Linked DNA regions of Sus scrofa: region 1 is linked to region 2. A link is a contact called in public Hi-C data. All regions are on one chromosome and are shown on one strand. Each heading gives the region's core, a stretch centred on a gene start, on an enhancer-like site or on the middle of the called end of the contact. The rest is flanking DNA. Distances are from core to core; before and after follow the strand shown. Region 1 holds the start of DDA1 (DET1- and DDB1-associated protein 1). Region 2 holds the start of MVB12A (multivesicular body subunit 12A).

What was found. Hi-C and Micro-C count contacts between places; a contact is called where the count stands out from the background.
Region 1: a contact with region 2 is called in a Hi-C map of liver, with 6 times the contacts expected there. The contact joins the promoter of DDA1 here to the promoter of MVB12A in region 2. A contact is called at or near these places in 1 of 5 promoter capture datasets (liver), 3 of 47 Hi-C or Micro-C datasets (embryonic fibroblasts, heart right ventricle and liver) and 1 of 2 datasets of contacts at active chromatin or transcription factors (alveolar macrophages).

Annotation. Positions count from the first base shown.
Region 1 is chr2:60,371,371-60,379,115 of Sscrofa11.1, reverse strand. It overlaps DDA1 (DET1- and DDB1-associated protein 1), which reads left to right and starts at 2,130. Exons shown (of 5, transcript XM_021083567.1): 1 at 2,130-2,283; 2 at 6,829-6,909; 3 at 7,077-7,128. The coding sequence starts at 2,281. It overlaps MRPL34 (39S ribosomal protein L34, mitochondrial), which reads left to right and starts at 149. Exons shown (of 2, transcript XM_021083568.1): 1 at 149-377; 2 at 561-1,212. The coding sequence starts at 304. The coding sequence ends at 774.
Region 2 is chr2:60,272,620-60,280,178 of Sscrofa11.1, reverse strand. It overlaps MVB12A (multivesicular body subunit 12A), which reads left to right and starts at 4,207. Exons shown (of 10, transcript XM_021083558.1): 1 at 4,207-4,560; 2 at 4,692-4,790; 3 at 4,923-5,019; 4 at 6,213-6,338; 5 at 7,439-7,558. The coding sequence starts at 4,763.

The DNA of each region.
Region 1 (7,745 bases), core at 881-3,380, 100 kb before region 2:
GAAAAGAAACTACAACTCCTAGCAGACCCGGGGACTTAATGCTCTGTACGCAAGCGTCTGCTGAGGAGGCGCCGTTCTCCTGCCACCTGCTGGTCCATCTGAAAAATTACATGCGCCTGTGTGCAAGGACGCTCACGCCTAAGGTGTGGGCGCGCAGACGTAGAACTACAATTCCGGGAGGCCCCCGCGGCAAGGAAGGCTCCGCTGTAGGAAAAACTACAACTCCCAGAAGTCCTCGTTCGCAGCTGCGGAACCTACGGGTTTCGGAATAGCTGCCACTGGACGGAGTGCCGGCGGCTGGACATGGCTTTCTTGGCTAGATCCGTGGGTCGCCTCTTGGACCCCGTCAGTAGGTCAGCGGCGCTAGTAGGTGGCAGGTGAGTCCTCAGTGGGTCCCCTTCCCAAATCTGGGAGTAAGAGCGGAGTCGAGGGGCTGACCCCAGCTATTTACCAACGACATGACCTTCCTTCCAATGCCTTGCGAACTCGAGGTTGAGCGCCACGCAGCAGTCACACAGCAATCTTTTCTGACCTTTCTCGCTTTTTCTCTGACCGGGCAGGTGGCTCCAGCCCCAGGCCTGGCTGGGGTTCCCGGATACATGGGGACTCCCCGCCATGCAGCAGACCCGGGGCAAGGCGCGCGGGAACGAGTATCAGCCGAGTAACATCAAACGCAAGCACAAGCATGGTTGGGTCCGGCGCTTGAGAACGCCAACCGGGGTCCAAGTCATTCTTCGTCGCATGCACAAGGGCCGAAAATCATTGAGCCATTGAGAAGGGCGACGCTGCCGCCTGGACCCCTCATTAAATCATTTCCCTCGCTTAGCCTGTGGCTGTTTTTGTGGAGAGCTGGAGAGCAGGACGACTGGGATTCGGACGGACATGAATATCCCTCACATTGGCCCAGGGGAAGAAATCTGGTATTATACTGGAAAAAGGAGTGGAAGTCAGACCTTGCCCGGTGCTTTTTTACGCTTTTGAATTAGGAAGAATTTCGAACTTAACGCAACAGTCTAGTGACCAATTACCCACAACCCATCCTGCCCCCTCCTGAGATGCAAATCTCAGGCGTCAGATTATTCTGTAAATATTTCAGAAGGCACCTCTTCAAGATAAGGGCTCTTTAATACATATTCACAAAACTTTTCACAGCTGAAAAAAAGTTATCAGTTCTTTTAGTCATTGAAAGTCTAATAAATGTTCACATTTTCACTTGTGTTGTAAAATGTCGTGATTCCCACGGTTCTAGGAAGGCTTGTGGAGAGTTGGGAGGGATATGAACCCAACCACCTGCCCCTTGGGGATGGGCTATGTGACTTTGAGCAAGACCTTAACTCTCTGAGGCTTATCTGGCTTCTACAAAATCAGGTGCTCGTTTCTCCCTTGCTGTGTTGTTGCTGGAGTAATAATACTAACTTCCCCTTAGTAACCTGAGGAGTACTTCCTCAATAAATCCTTGTTCTGTCCAGGCTGTCAGGCTGGTGAGGAGTTGGGAGGTAGATTCGTACGCAGGCAGTTTGGACATAGTGGAGTCAGGGCTGGTAAGAGGGTGGTGAGGGCTATGGGGCCATGAGGAAGCACCCGACTTGGCATTGGGAAGAACACAGGGAAGGCTTCCAGGAAGAGATGGCAGGGTGTGGGAGGGCCGAAGGAAGGAGGGACTAGAGAGGGGTCAGCATAAAAGGTGGACGAATTTGGCTGGAGGGGCCCAGGATATGGGGCCGAGGAGGTGGGACTGAACCCTTGGGGTAATGAGGAGTCACGGGAAGTGTTCGAAGAAGAGTCTGGGTTGTCAGTTCAAAGATAATTCAAGCAGCTAGTGTGGAATAGCTTAGATATGCTGAAACCTAAGATTGGGACCCTGGGGAGGAGGCTGAGAGTGTCATGGTGGGTCCCCACCTCCGGGACCTCCAGGTGCCGCAGACTACAAATTCCAAGAGGCTTTGGGGGCAGCCTCCGCCCACTTCCGGAGTTCGCTGCCCCTCTCTTGCAATTCCCGGGCGGGGTTTTGCTCCCTCAACCGAACTTGACCACGAAGGGAGGAGGCGTGACGTCCAATGGGCGCGTGACTTAGTTAGATCAGGCCAATGGGAGCGCGCAAAGACCTTATAGCCTAGAGGCGGGGCTAGAGGGCGGACCAATGACGGACGGGCGGCCACACCATCAGTGTGGGCTGTGCGGTGGCTGGAAGTTACTGTGCGGCGGCGGCTAAGAAGGCGGCTGTGGTGGCGGCGGCGGCAGCAGAGACGGTGGCTGAGGAGGCGACGGAGGAAACAGAAGATGGTGAGGGTGGCTGCCGGGGCCGTACTCCCCCCTTCTCTTGACAAAATGGCGCCGCGGGCCCACCCACCCCCAGTAATCCCCCTGGCCCCTCACCGTCCTGCCTGGCCCCCTCTAGCCCGGCCCGCCCCTCCCTTTGACCCGTGCCCTTCGACCCCTAGACCCCTGCTGCGAGCTTCCTGCTGACCTCGCCCTGGCTCCATCTCCGACCCCTGACCCACCTAAGCTTTCAGGCCCTGACAAGTCATTCATTTCCGGGTCGCGGTCCCCCCGGAAATAGCCTAGGGGTGGGTATGGGGTCCCCCAAGACCCCCATCTCAGGTCCCGTTCTCCGCGCGGTAGGCCTGGGCTTTTCCAGTTTGAGAGGGCTTAGGAGGCCGGCCTGAGCGTCGGGGCGGGGAAGGGGCTTGATGCCTTGACGTGCGGGGCTTTGTCGCCAAAGGAAGTGCGACATCGCAAACTGCCCCAGTCCCCCGACCCCACCTCCAGATTTCTGCCCTGACCAGCTCTAAGAGGGAGTAACTTCGTCTCTCCAATCACCAGGCCCTACCTCTGTTAAATGGGGGTAGCAATAGTTCAGACCTCATACGATTGCGATAATTTAGGGAACTGACGTCTTAAAGAGCTTGGGATGGTGAACGCTCAACAGATGAGCTGGGTTACTCAGGGATGTTGACATCCCCTCTCAGCTGTCTCCTCATCTTGAAGTTGGGTTAATGCCAGCTCGTGGTTGGGAGGTTAAAATCCCCCCTGGGCCGCTCACTCATCCTGGGATTTGGGTCTGATGGTTCTTTGGGGTTTCCTGTCTCCACCTGTGAAGTGTGACACAGCCTCAGAGTTGGGTTGAAGCCCCCTCCGTTCCCCACACTACTTGACATCTTCAGGGCTGACAGGGGTAATGAAAGCTTTTGTCAGGGCAAGTCAAATCCCATTGGTCCTGGACTCAGGGTCCCAGCCCACAAGCCACAGTCCTTGGGGTGTGGTGGGGGATGGGCAAAAGAAGACTTCTTGTCACAAAGGGTATAGGAAACTGATAAGTGCATTCCTAGCACGTGGATCCCCAAGCCTGGGTGTTGTCCTTGATTCCTTGCTGCAGCCTCATTGCCCACGCCCAGACCATAGTGGGTTTTGTTGGCTCTGCCTCCAGAATGAATTCTAATTTTGTCCTTGGCTCCCCACCCTGGTCCAGGCACCTCTACCTCTCACCTGAACACCTGCTGCAGCCTCCTCCCTGGTCTCCTTCTCTCCATCCAGCCCCACTGGCAGTCCAGAACCAGAGGGAGTTTTTAAAGATGTCAGTCAGATTATACCACTTTCTAGCTTACAAAACACTCCAGGGGTTTCCTGTTGTAACCCCAATGAAACCCCAGCTCCCCCTCAGTCTCCAAGGTCCCTGCCCATCTCTGTGACCTCATCTTTTTACCCCCCACCCCCTTGAGCTTCAGCCACAGTGGCCTTGTTTTCACATTTTCACGCTCCAAGTCCCTGCCATCCCAGGGCCTTTGCACTCATTACTTCTTCTGCCTGGAATGCACCTTCTCCTGTGAACATCTCAGAATCCCCCATGTCTCTCCTCTCTCTGCACACCATTTCTTTTCCTCGTCTTGCTTTGGTTGGGTCACTGGCAGGCTGCCTACACAGGGACTGGCACACAGATAATCAGTGAGTGTTTGCTGAGGCAGTGGATGATAGCTTCTGGACCCAACTGTAGCTAGGATTTGTCTGGCTGAGTGAGGATTTCTCCCCGTTTCCAAGACCTTATTTTCCTGCTTAGCTGACAGGAAGTACTGGCCATACCCTGTCTTCATTCATTTATTCAGCACAGATTGATGCTAACAGCTGCCCTCAAGGGAGCTCTGTGCAGAGCTCTCTCCCTGTGTTGTCTTACTGAGACACAGAACAACCCTGGAAGGGGTCCCTGTTGTGGCCCTCGGTTCACAGCAGGGGTGGCCAGGCTGAGAAGTCACTTGTCCCAAGTCACACAGAGAGGGAAGGTCCCATCCAGAATTGAGTGCAGGCCCGGGGCTCCCGCATCTCTCACCACTCTGCCTCCAGGCCCCATGTGAACCCTGTCAGGGGCCCAGGGTTGAGCCAGCCTCACCCCGCCCTCTGCCTCAGGGAGGCAGATATGTAAACAGATGATTTCTTTGGGGTATGAATGTGGCTCTAGCAGAGGCTCCCAAGGTGTCAGGAGAGGGAAGGGGCAGGGGGTGTTTTGAGCTGGCTGGAGAGTTGGTGGGTGTTTTCCACGTGGAAAAAAGAGGGGCATTCCTGGAGGGTGGCACAGGCTGAGGAGTTGTGTGGCAGGAGACCAGCGTGTGCCAAGCTGAGCCCGGGCTGCGAAGGACTTTGGGTTGGGGCAGGGACCCCTCCTCTCCCTTCAGGTCTCAGGCTTGCATCTGGGCAGCACTCCCTATCCCTCAGACCAGCCAGCCTTCCCCACCCCCACCCCTGCTGTCATGGGCCTCACATGGCACCTTGTGGTGCCCTGTCCTCAGGCCACTGTGCATTCACTGCACAGCTCTTTGATCCACAGCCATGTCCCCAAACACTGGCTGCTTCCTGGGGCCGGGAATGGGTCTGCTGTGGCTTTCCACAATGCCCTGGTCCCTGGTGTGGGGCCTACCACATAGCTGGATCCTGAGAAGACCTTGCTGGGTTGCTGGATGGCTGAAGCTGGCCCCATAGTCGGGCTAAGCTGAGGCTGAGATCCTGGGACAGGGGAGGCAGGTTTGAGGGGCTCTGAACTGGCTCCAGGGCAGCAGGTCACCTGGATGTGAGGACCATCTCCTGGGTAGGAGCAAGGGGGCCCAACCATGTTCTGGCTGCCCTAGTCAGCCCATCCTGCTGAGGTCTTGCTGGGGCCCAGCAGAGGCGGGATTAGGCCCCACGGAGGTGAGGACTCCTGTTCCCACCTGCCCCAGAGGGTGATGAGGGATCACCTGAATAGTGACTTCTGCGAGGACACTGCCTGGTGGAGGGTTCCTGCAACCTGCAGGGGAGCCCTCGGCATTCCAGCAGGGAGACGAGGCGTCACATGACAGGAGCTTGGCATCTGAGGTTGGGCAAATGGGGGTGGACTCAGCTTCCTTGTCTTCTCTTTGGGTCTGGGGAATCTCGAACGAGTGTTACATGACCTTGCTTCCTTACTTTCCTTGTTTGTGGGGGGGGGTGACTCCAGCTGGGGAAGACCTTGGTCCACGTGGGAAGCCCCTCCCAAGCTGTACCACTCCAGTCCTGATCTGCTGGGAAGTCCCTCCCTGCCCCCAGCTCTCAGTCTTCACCTCTCCTTGAGCACCCTGAGGCTCTTGTTGCCTCAGGAAACTGAGGCAGACATAACTCCCATTGGCCTTTATTCACCCCATCTTGTAGCAGAGACCCACACCCTACCCAGACTCAGGGTTTTCCCCTTCCAGAACCCCCACCCTTCCTTGCCCAGCTGGTGCCTTGATGTCAGAGAAAAAGGACTTTCTGGAGCTTCCCGTGTTGGGGCACAGTGGGAAACGAATCTTACTAGTATCCATGAGGATGCATGTTCAGTCCTTGTCCTGGCTCAGCAGGTTAAGGATCTGGCATTGCCGTGAGCTGTGGTGTAAGTTGCAGACACAGCTGGGATCCTGCAAGGCTGTGGCTGTGGTTTTGGCCGGCAGCTACAGCTCTGATTTGACCCCTAGCCTGAGAACTTATATATGCCCTAAAAAGCAAAAAAGAAACGAATTTTCCAAGAGTCTGGGCTGTGAATGAATTCTCTCCCTGGCTCCCTGGCATCTTGTGGGCCTGAAACCTCTGGTGCCCAAGCCCATGCCCCAGGCAGCGGGGGGCAGGGAGGAGCCAGCCTTCAGGTGTCTGACCCTCCCCCCTTCACAAGGCAAGCATCTCCCCTCACAGGGCAGCCTCGGGATGTGGAGACCCTGGTTCACATGGTGTTTGATGGAAGCTCACCCGGGTTTAAAAAGCTGGCACTGACACTGAAACTTAGATTTCTAAGTTTCCTCTGGCCTCAGAAGCTTGATGAACCCCGATCTCTGGGTCCTCTGTCCTGGCAGCCCCTGTGTCCCAACTGTCCTTTCCCCTTCACCCAGGCTCCCGTCCCCCATTTATTGTTACCTGAGCCCTCGGGGTTTCTTCGGGTGGGCTCCTCTCTCTCCATCTCTATACAGGTGCATAAATGAAGGTGCGACCCAGAGTTTAATGTCAACAAGCACAGAGTCTGCAGTCAGATGGGCCTGGGTCCAGCTCCCTACCCTGCTGCTTACTCCTGACTTGAAGCAAGTGGCCTAACTGAGCCTCAGTTTCCCCACTTCTTGCCTGGTTACAGGGCTGTTGTGAGGGCCCTGTGGGAGACCCTGGGGTCACTTACTTTGTTCTGGTCATAAGAGTGGACACATCAGGTAGGCAGCTCAAGGGTGCGTTCTGGAGAACCTGAGTGACAGAACAGAAGGAGGAAAACTGGATATTACCTGGTGGCCCATCCCCCCACAGCTGCTCTGGGATGGGGGGCCAAGGTTGCTGCCTGGTTTCTCATTTACCGTCTTCCCTGTCTTCTAGGCAGATTTTTTGAAAGGACTGCCTGTCTACAACAAAAGCAATTTTAGTCGCTTTCATGCCGACTCTGTGTGCAAAGCCTCGGTGAGTGTGAGGGCCATGAGCTGCCCCCCCCCCCGGGGGAGGGGCCAGGAGGGATGTGTACCCCCCACCTCTTTTGTTTTGCATTGGAGAGTGGGTGCTGAGTGAGGGGTGAGGGGACCCTGGGTCTGTCTGCTCTCTTAACCCACGCCTTCCCAACCCTCCCACAGAACCGACGTCCCTCAGTCTACCTGCCCACTCGGGAATACCCGTCCGAACAGAGTAAGTGGTCTCTGTCATTCTCCTTCGTCCCGGCTGCTGAGGAGAAGGGCCAGAGGGTGGTGTGGGAGGTGACCTGTGCGAAGCTGGGCGGCTCCCAGCCCTAGGGAGCAGCAGGAAGCCTAGCTTTCCCTGTGACCCTGCTGATCTCCATGCTGGCATCCAGAGCCAACCCCGCAGGCTCCTGAGTTGGTCCTCATCTGCTGCTCACTGGCCCTCTCCTCTCCACCTCCCATCCACTTAGGTGTCCCCTGCTGGCTCCATGTCAGATTTAGCCTCACCCTGTGGGGTGGGGGATCCAGCCCAGCCCAGGGTGAGCAGCTTGGGGAGGGGACATCTAGGTAGACGAGCCTACAGCAAAAGGCCCCGAAGCCAGCAGAGCAAGGACCTCAAGGTTGTTTATCATGGTCATGGTGTTTTATTTTAAATCCACCTGGACCCTGCTGGGTGTGTTCTGTGGTCACTAGGGCACAGCTATGTGTATCTGTGCTCCTGCTCTGCCTGGGGAAACACCCACGTGAGCTGGCGTGCCGGGGCTCGTTCCCCACCCGAGGGTGGAATCCGTGCTCTTGCTCGACTTAGAACTTGGCCTCTCCCTGGGAAGCAGGGACCCCCTTGGG
Region 2 (7,559 bases), core at 2,958-5,457:
TTCGTGGATACTAGTCGGGTTCATTACCACTGAGCCAGGATGGGAACTCCATTTGTGTCTTATTTTAGTTTCCACATATAAGCGATATCATGTTGTATCTGTCTTTCTCTGTGTGACTACTTCACTTAGTATGATAATCTCTAGGTCCATCCATATTGCTGAAAATAACTTTTCATTCTTTTTTTATGGCTTAGTAGTATTCTATAGTGGGTAAATGTGTGTGTGTGTGCATATGCATATATACACATCTTCTTTATCCATTCATCTGTTAATGGCCATTTAGGTTGTTTCCATGTCTTGACTATTGCGCTGCTGTGAACATAGGGGTACATGTATCTTTTTTCTTTTCTTTTCTTTTCTTTTCTTTTTTTTTTTTTTTTTTGTCTTTTGTCTTTTTAGGGCCGTTCCCAGGTTAGGGGTCTAATCGGGGCTGTTCCTGCCAACCTATGCCAGAGGCACAGCAACAGCAGATCCAGTCTGAGTCTGCAAACTACACCACAGCTCACGGCAATGCCGGATCCTTAACCCACTGATAGAGGCCAGGGATCGAACCCGAAACCTCATGGTTCTTAGTCCGATTCATTTCTGCTGCGCCAAGATGGGAACTCCTTTTTTTTTTTTTTTTAAATGGCCGTACCTGTGTCATATCAAAGCTCATGGGCCAGGGGTCAAGTTGTAGCTGCAGCCACGACCATGGCAACACTGGAGCCAAGCCAAATCTGTGACCTATGCCACAGCTTACAGCAATGTCACTGAGCAAATCCAGGGATCAAGCCTACATCATCACAGAGACAACACTGGGTTCTCAACCACTAAAGCCACGACAGGGACTCCTATCTGATTGAATTATGAATTTGTCCGGATATAAGTCCAGGTATTGCGGGACTGTATGATAACTCTATTTTTAGTTTTTTAGGAAATTCCATACTGTTTTCCGTAGTGGCTGCATCAATTTACATTCCCATCAATAATGCAAGAGGGTTCCCTTTTCTCCACACTCTCGCCAGCATTTGTTATTGGTAGTTTTTTTTTGCCATATACCTGTGGCATATGGAAGTTCCTAGGCCAGGGATTGAGTTCAAGCTACAGCTGCAACCTATGCCACAGCTGCAGCAAAGCCAAATCCTTAAGCCACCATGCCACAGCAGGAACTCCCTATTTGTAGATTTTTAAATGATGGCCATTCTGACAGATGTGAGGTGGTACCTCCTTATGGTTTTGACTTGCATTTCTTTAATAATTAGTGATGTCGAGTATCTTTTATATGCCTGTTGGCCATTTGCATGACTTCCTTGGAGAAACTGGACAGGAGTATTCTTTTTATGTCAATCGATCAACACAGATGGCCCAGCAAACTGCTGATGAGACGTGTGTTAAAAATGCCACCATCAGGGAGTCCCCATCGTGGCTCAGCGGAAGAGAATCTGACTAGTGTCCATGAGGACACAGATTCAATCCCTGGCCTCACTCAGTGGGTTAAGGATCCGGCATAGCCATGAGCTGTTGCGTAGGTTGCAGACTCGGCTCAGATCCTGTATTGCTGTGACTGTGGCATAGGCCAGCGGCTGAAGATCCAATTGAACCCCTACCCTGGGAACCTCCATATGCTGCCAGTGGAGCCCTAAAAAGCCCCCCCCAAAAAAAATTAAATGCGACCATCAGAGCTGTGGGTAGCTATGCTTGATCTGGGATGGATTCAGGTGGCTTCCCCTAGGTTAGGGATATTTGACCACACAGGCACCCCTATGTTGGGAACAGAAAAAACACACTAAATAGAACCAACCCAATCTTACTAGGACTACGGGAAGGGTATTGTTAGAACAGTGCAGTAATTCTGTTTTGTTTTGTTTTGTTTTGTTTTGTTTCATTTTTTGTCTTTTTGCCTTTTCTAGGGCCGCTCCCGCAGCAAATGGAGGTTCCCAGGCTAGGGGTCCAATTGGAGCTGTAGCCAGAGCCACACCAACGTGGGATCCGAGCCAGGTCTGCAACCTACACCACAGCTCACGGCAATACCGGATTGTTAACCCACTGAGCAAGGGGAGGGATCAAACCCGCAACCTCATGGTTCCTAGTCGGATTCATTAACCACTGTGCCACGACGGGAACTCCTGTTTTGTTTTGTTTTGGCTGCCATGGAGTTCCCAGGCCAGGGATCAGATCTGAGCCGCGTCTGCAACTTACACCACAGCTGCAGTGACACCAGATTCTTAACCCACTGTGCTGGGCCAAGGATAGAACCTATGTCCCTGCACTGCAGATATGTGACTGAGCCCCACTGTGCTCCAGTCATTCTGTCATATTAAAGGATAGCAAATGGTTTGGTACTGACTGGTCACGCTGCCCATGTATTTCTTGAGTAACTCTAAATGGGACCCAATGGATATGTGGCAAAAATCTCAGGCCATGGCTTCCACTTTGATGGTCGGGCTGATGCACCCTGGGTGTGGGGAGAGTTGCCAACACCCTCTCCTCAAGGCTGGATGGGCATGTTCTGTTTTCCACTGCTATGATCATTCGGCCACTGTCTTGTCCCCTCTATTGGCCTGGAGGACATTATAGGACACATAGAAGCTCTTATTCAATTAACCCAGCAAGACTTAAATGAGAGCTGACAAAGTCTGCCCTTACTGAATACTGAAACGTCTGTAACGTGAAAAGATGTCCTCCAAAATAGGATGGCCTTGGACATGACTAATTATCCAAGTGGAATGGAAAGTTGTATGTTCATATCTGATCAGACTGGGGATGTAGCATCTTTTTTTTTTTGGCTGCTCCCATGGCATGTGGAACTTTTCGGGCCAGGGATTGAACCTGTGCCACAGCAGTGACAAAACTGGATCCTTAACCCACTGAACCACCAGGGAGCTCTCATGTAGCATCTTTTTTCTTTTTCTTTTCTTTTTTGGCCACCCCACAGCATATGGCATTCCTGGGGCCAGGGATCACATCCAAGCCACAGTTGTAACTTAAGTCGCAACTGGGGGAATGCTGGATCCTCAACCCGCTGGGCACAGGGCTCCAGAGATGCCCCTGATCTCTTTGCACCACAGCAGGAACTCCCCTATAATATCTTTATTAAAGCACATTCGGACACAAAGGAATGCCCTGATTGATTCCTAGCCTCAGGGACTCAATAAATCAGTGCTTCAGATCACAGGGCACTTGGTGCAAAAGTATTCTTATCTTCTTCTTCTTCTTTTTTTTTTTTTTTTTTGTCTTTTTGCCATTTCTTGGGCTGCTCCCACGGCATATGGAGGTTCCCAGGCTGGGGGTCGAATCGAAGCTGTAGCTGCTGGCCTATGCCAGAGCCACAGCAACATGGGATCCGAGCCGCATCTGCGACCTACACCACAGCTCACCGCAATGGTAGATCCTTAAAAAAAAAAAAATCCCCAGAAATAAAAACAGAATATTGGTAACAAAATAAAGTCTAACCCTAAAAGAAAAAAAAAAAAAAAAATGGAGTTCTCGTTGTGGCTCAGTGGTTAACGAATCCGACTAGGAACCATGAGGTTGTGGGTTTGATCCCTGGCCTCACTCAGTGGTTCCCCTTGTGGCTCAGCAGATACTCTGACTAGTATCCATGAGGACGCAGGTTCCATCCTTGGCCTCGCTCAGTGGGTTAAGGATACCGCCATTGCCGTGAGCTGTGGTATAGGCGACAGACCCGGCTTGGATATGTCGTGGCTGTAGCTGTGGTGTAGGCCAGCGGCTACAGCTCAGGTTTGACCCCTAGCCTGGGAACCTCCATATGCCTTGGGTGCGGCCCTAAAAGCACCACACACACAAAAAACCCCCACCATTCCTTGCTAACAGGTGGTACAAAAAACAGGCAGTGGGCTAACCTATGACATTGCAGAAAACTGGAAACTACACAGGAGTAAACCTTCTGTTCCCTAATTTTCCATATTTTACTTCTGAGGGGTGTAAAAGTTTGTCTCCATACTGAGCACTTTCTTGTCTCATTTTAAAAAATGTGTATGTGAACAAGTTCTCAAGTTACACCAAGATTTCAAGGCTCAAGTTGGTCGGTATTTTTATTTAAACTAACCGTTGCATAACTCATGAAAGTCTTCTTTGGGGTGACTTCTGGAATTGTGAGTTTTTCACAGCTCACTCTCAAATTCTGGGGAATACTGACGTCAACTTTGGAAGAGAGGTTGACACTGCAAAGGATTCTGGGGAACGTAGTTCCGGTTTGCTGCTAGCGAGACATTTCCGGCGGAAGTTGATGGGCGTGAGGGGGAAAAAAAAGGAGACAATTTTCCGCAAACGTCGCTCACTGGCACACCTGGGGGACGCACGCAGTTGGCCGACAGCTTTCCCGGAACGCGCAAACGACGCCTCCTGGACTCCCGACCTCGCAAGGCTATCTGGGAGTTGTAGTTCAGTTTCGTGGCCAAACTCCGCCGTCCGGCCGCGGCTGGGAGGTCCAAGGCGGTCCATCGCCTTTGGATCTTGGTTCGGAGGATGGATCCGGGGCCCGGGACCGACGCGGCCCCGTTGGCTGGCCTGGCCTGGTCGTCGGCCTCGGCGCCTCCGCCAAGGGGATTCAGTGCGGTAAGCGACGTCGGGGAACCGGGGAAGTGTAGGGAGAGGCGGTGGCACTAGGGGCGAGGGGTTGAATGGGGGCAGAGGTGGCTGCGGCCAGGTAAGAGCCTGGCTGGCGCTGACCCGCGTCCGTGCCATAGATCTCCTGCACCGTGGAGGGAGCTCCCGCCAGCTTCGGCAAGACCTTCGCGCAGAAATCCGGCTACTTCCTATGTCTCAATCCTTTGGGCAGCCTAGAGGTAAGGGGCGCCCACCTTCGGAATCCCTGGGGTCCTTCCACTCCCCCTGTCCATTCGCGGGGTGCTGCCCGAGGCGTGCCGGTCACTCTTGCTGTGTTCCCCACCGCGTCCCCCCACCCCATCCCATCCCAGAATCCACAGGAGAACGTGGTGGTCGATATCCAGATCCTGGTGGACAAGAGCCCTCTCCCGCCGGGATTCTCCCCTGTCTGCGACCCCGTAGACTCCAGTGAGTCCTGTCGAAGGCGGGGGTGGGGTGGGGCGGGGTTGGAGGTGAAGGGCACATTCGAGTCTCTGCGGGAAAGAGCGGGGAGGGAATGGAGAGACCATAGGCGCGTGAGTTTTGAGCCTTGGCCACCCCCTCGACAGCACTTGGTAATGACAGTGTTGGCTGAGGACTTAGAGTTCTGATCCTGTACGGGGAAAATGTGCCCCGCCCTGCGTAAAAATGTTCGATTGGAAGCCTCTGTTCTAGAGTAAGTGTTCGGTCATTGCGACCTGTTTTATTTAATGTTACTAATACACCTTCTTCTTAGGTTGTAGCCAGGCTGAATCTTGCGCAGTTCTGTTTTACATTTCCAGGTTCTTACACACAGGCTCCAGTTGCCCTGGTGCTTTCCTGACAATGCTGACCACTCTGTTTTCTAACCATCAGGCTCTCCCTGCCTCCTGTGCCTTTTCCATGTATTGTCTTTTATATTTGACTCTCAGCATATATATCTGTTGGTGCAGGACTTGGCAGACTTTGTCTGTAAAAGGGCAGAAAGTAGATATATTAAATTAGATGGTGTCTGTTGCATATATATCCCTTTAAAAATGTAAAAGCCGTGGAGTTCCCGTCATGGTGCAGTGGTTAACGAATCCGTCTAGGAGCCATGAGGTTGCGGGTTCAATCCCTGGCCTTGCTCAGTGGGTTAAGGATCCGGCATTGCCGTGAGCTGTGGTGTAAGTTGCAGACGCGGCTCAGATCCTGCATTGCTGTGGCTCTGGCGTAGGCTGGCGGCTATAGCTCCGATTGGACCCCTAGCCTGGGAACCTCCATATGCCGCAGGTGTAGCCCTAAAAAGAAAAAAAAAAAAAAGAAGTAAAAGCCATGCGTAGCTGGTGAGCCATACAGAAACAGACTTTGGGCCAGATTTGGCTCTTAGGCTAGTTTGCTGACCTCTGGATTAGAGGGCTGGGGGAAAGTGAGTTCTGTCTTATCCCACAGCTACCCTACAAGTGCCTCTCTATGTCACTAAAGACGACCCTGTCCCAATGGGTCCTCAAAGCTGCATGGAGTTCCCTCCTATGGCTTTGCCATTCATGGTTTAACCAGATGGCTGTCTTAAATAGCAGCACCCTGGCCAGTGTCATCCTGGAGCCCTATGGACCCCTTCCCTGCTTCTTCCCTCTTGTCACTCCTCTGCCCCCCATTCCCAGAGGCTCTGTATCCAAGAAGAAACGCATGTGTGTTAAGCTGGTACCCTTGGGGGTCGCAGACACGGCTGTATTTGACGTCCGGCTGAGTGGGAAAACCAAGACAGTGCCTGGATACCTTCGAGTCGGGTAGGGCTGCCCCTCAGCACTCCCTCCTTGACCTCCCAACTCCCACATCTACCCCTCTGGCCCTCAAGGACTCCCATGGGTTCTCCCGTTCCTTCTGCCAACTCTCTGTGGCTCAGTTTCCACACGTTAAGATCGGGACAGTTGTACCAATCTTATGGGGTGGCCACGAGGAGTAAAAATGAGTTGGTGTGTCTAAAGCGCCTAGAACAGTGATTGAACCCAGCAACACTAGTTAGCATGTTGCTGAGGGTGTGAACTGAGATGTGAGGTCACCCAGAGGCCTGCCCTCCTCTGGCAGCTTTTTTTTTTTTTTTTTTTTAATTTTTATTAAAGTGTAGTTGACTTATAGTGTTGTGTCAACTTCACAGTACAGCAAAGTGACCCATCCTACGTATATATACATTCTTTTTCTCATATTATTTTCCATCATGTTCTATCACAAGCGATTGGAGAGGAGTTCCTGTTGTGGCTCAGTGGGTTAAGAACCTGACTCATATCCATGAGGATGCAGGTTTGATCCCTGGCCTTGCTTAGTGTGTTAAGGATCCAGTCTTGTCGTGAGCTGTGGTGTAGGTCGCAGATGTGGCTTGGATCCCATGTTGCTGTGGTGCAAGCCAGCAACTACAGCTCCAATTCGATCCCTAACCTGGGAACTTCCATATACTGCAGGTCCTAAAAAGAAGAAAACAAAAAGCAAACAACAACAAAAAATCCTCCAAAATACAAGTGATTGGATATAGTTCCCCATGCTATACAGTAGGACCTCATTGCTTATCTGTTCTAAATGTAACGGTGTGTGTCTACTACCCTTCTGGTCCATCCCACACTTATCCCCCTCCCCATTCTATTTTTTCAAGTTTTGTTGAAATATAGTTGATTTACAATGTTGTGATAATTTCTGCTGTACCACAAAATGATTCAGTTATACATATACGTATATCCATTCTTTTTTCAGAGTCTCTTCCCATATAGGTTATCATAGAATATCGAGTAGCGTTCCTTGTGCTATATATACAGCCTGTCCCCATTGACCCTGGTAGCTATTCTCAGCCTGGCTGCACACTGGGCTAGAGCCCTGCCTCCCTTTCCTCCTCCTCTAGGGACATGGGTGGCTTTGCCATCTGGTGCAAGAAAGCCAAAGCCCCGCGGCCAGTGCCCAAGCCCCGAGCTCTCAGCCGAGACATGAGGGACCTCTCCCTGGACCAGCCCAGCCAGCCCAGG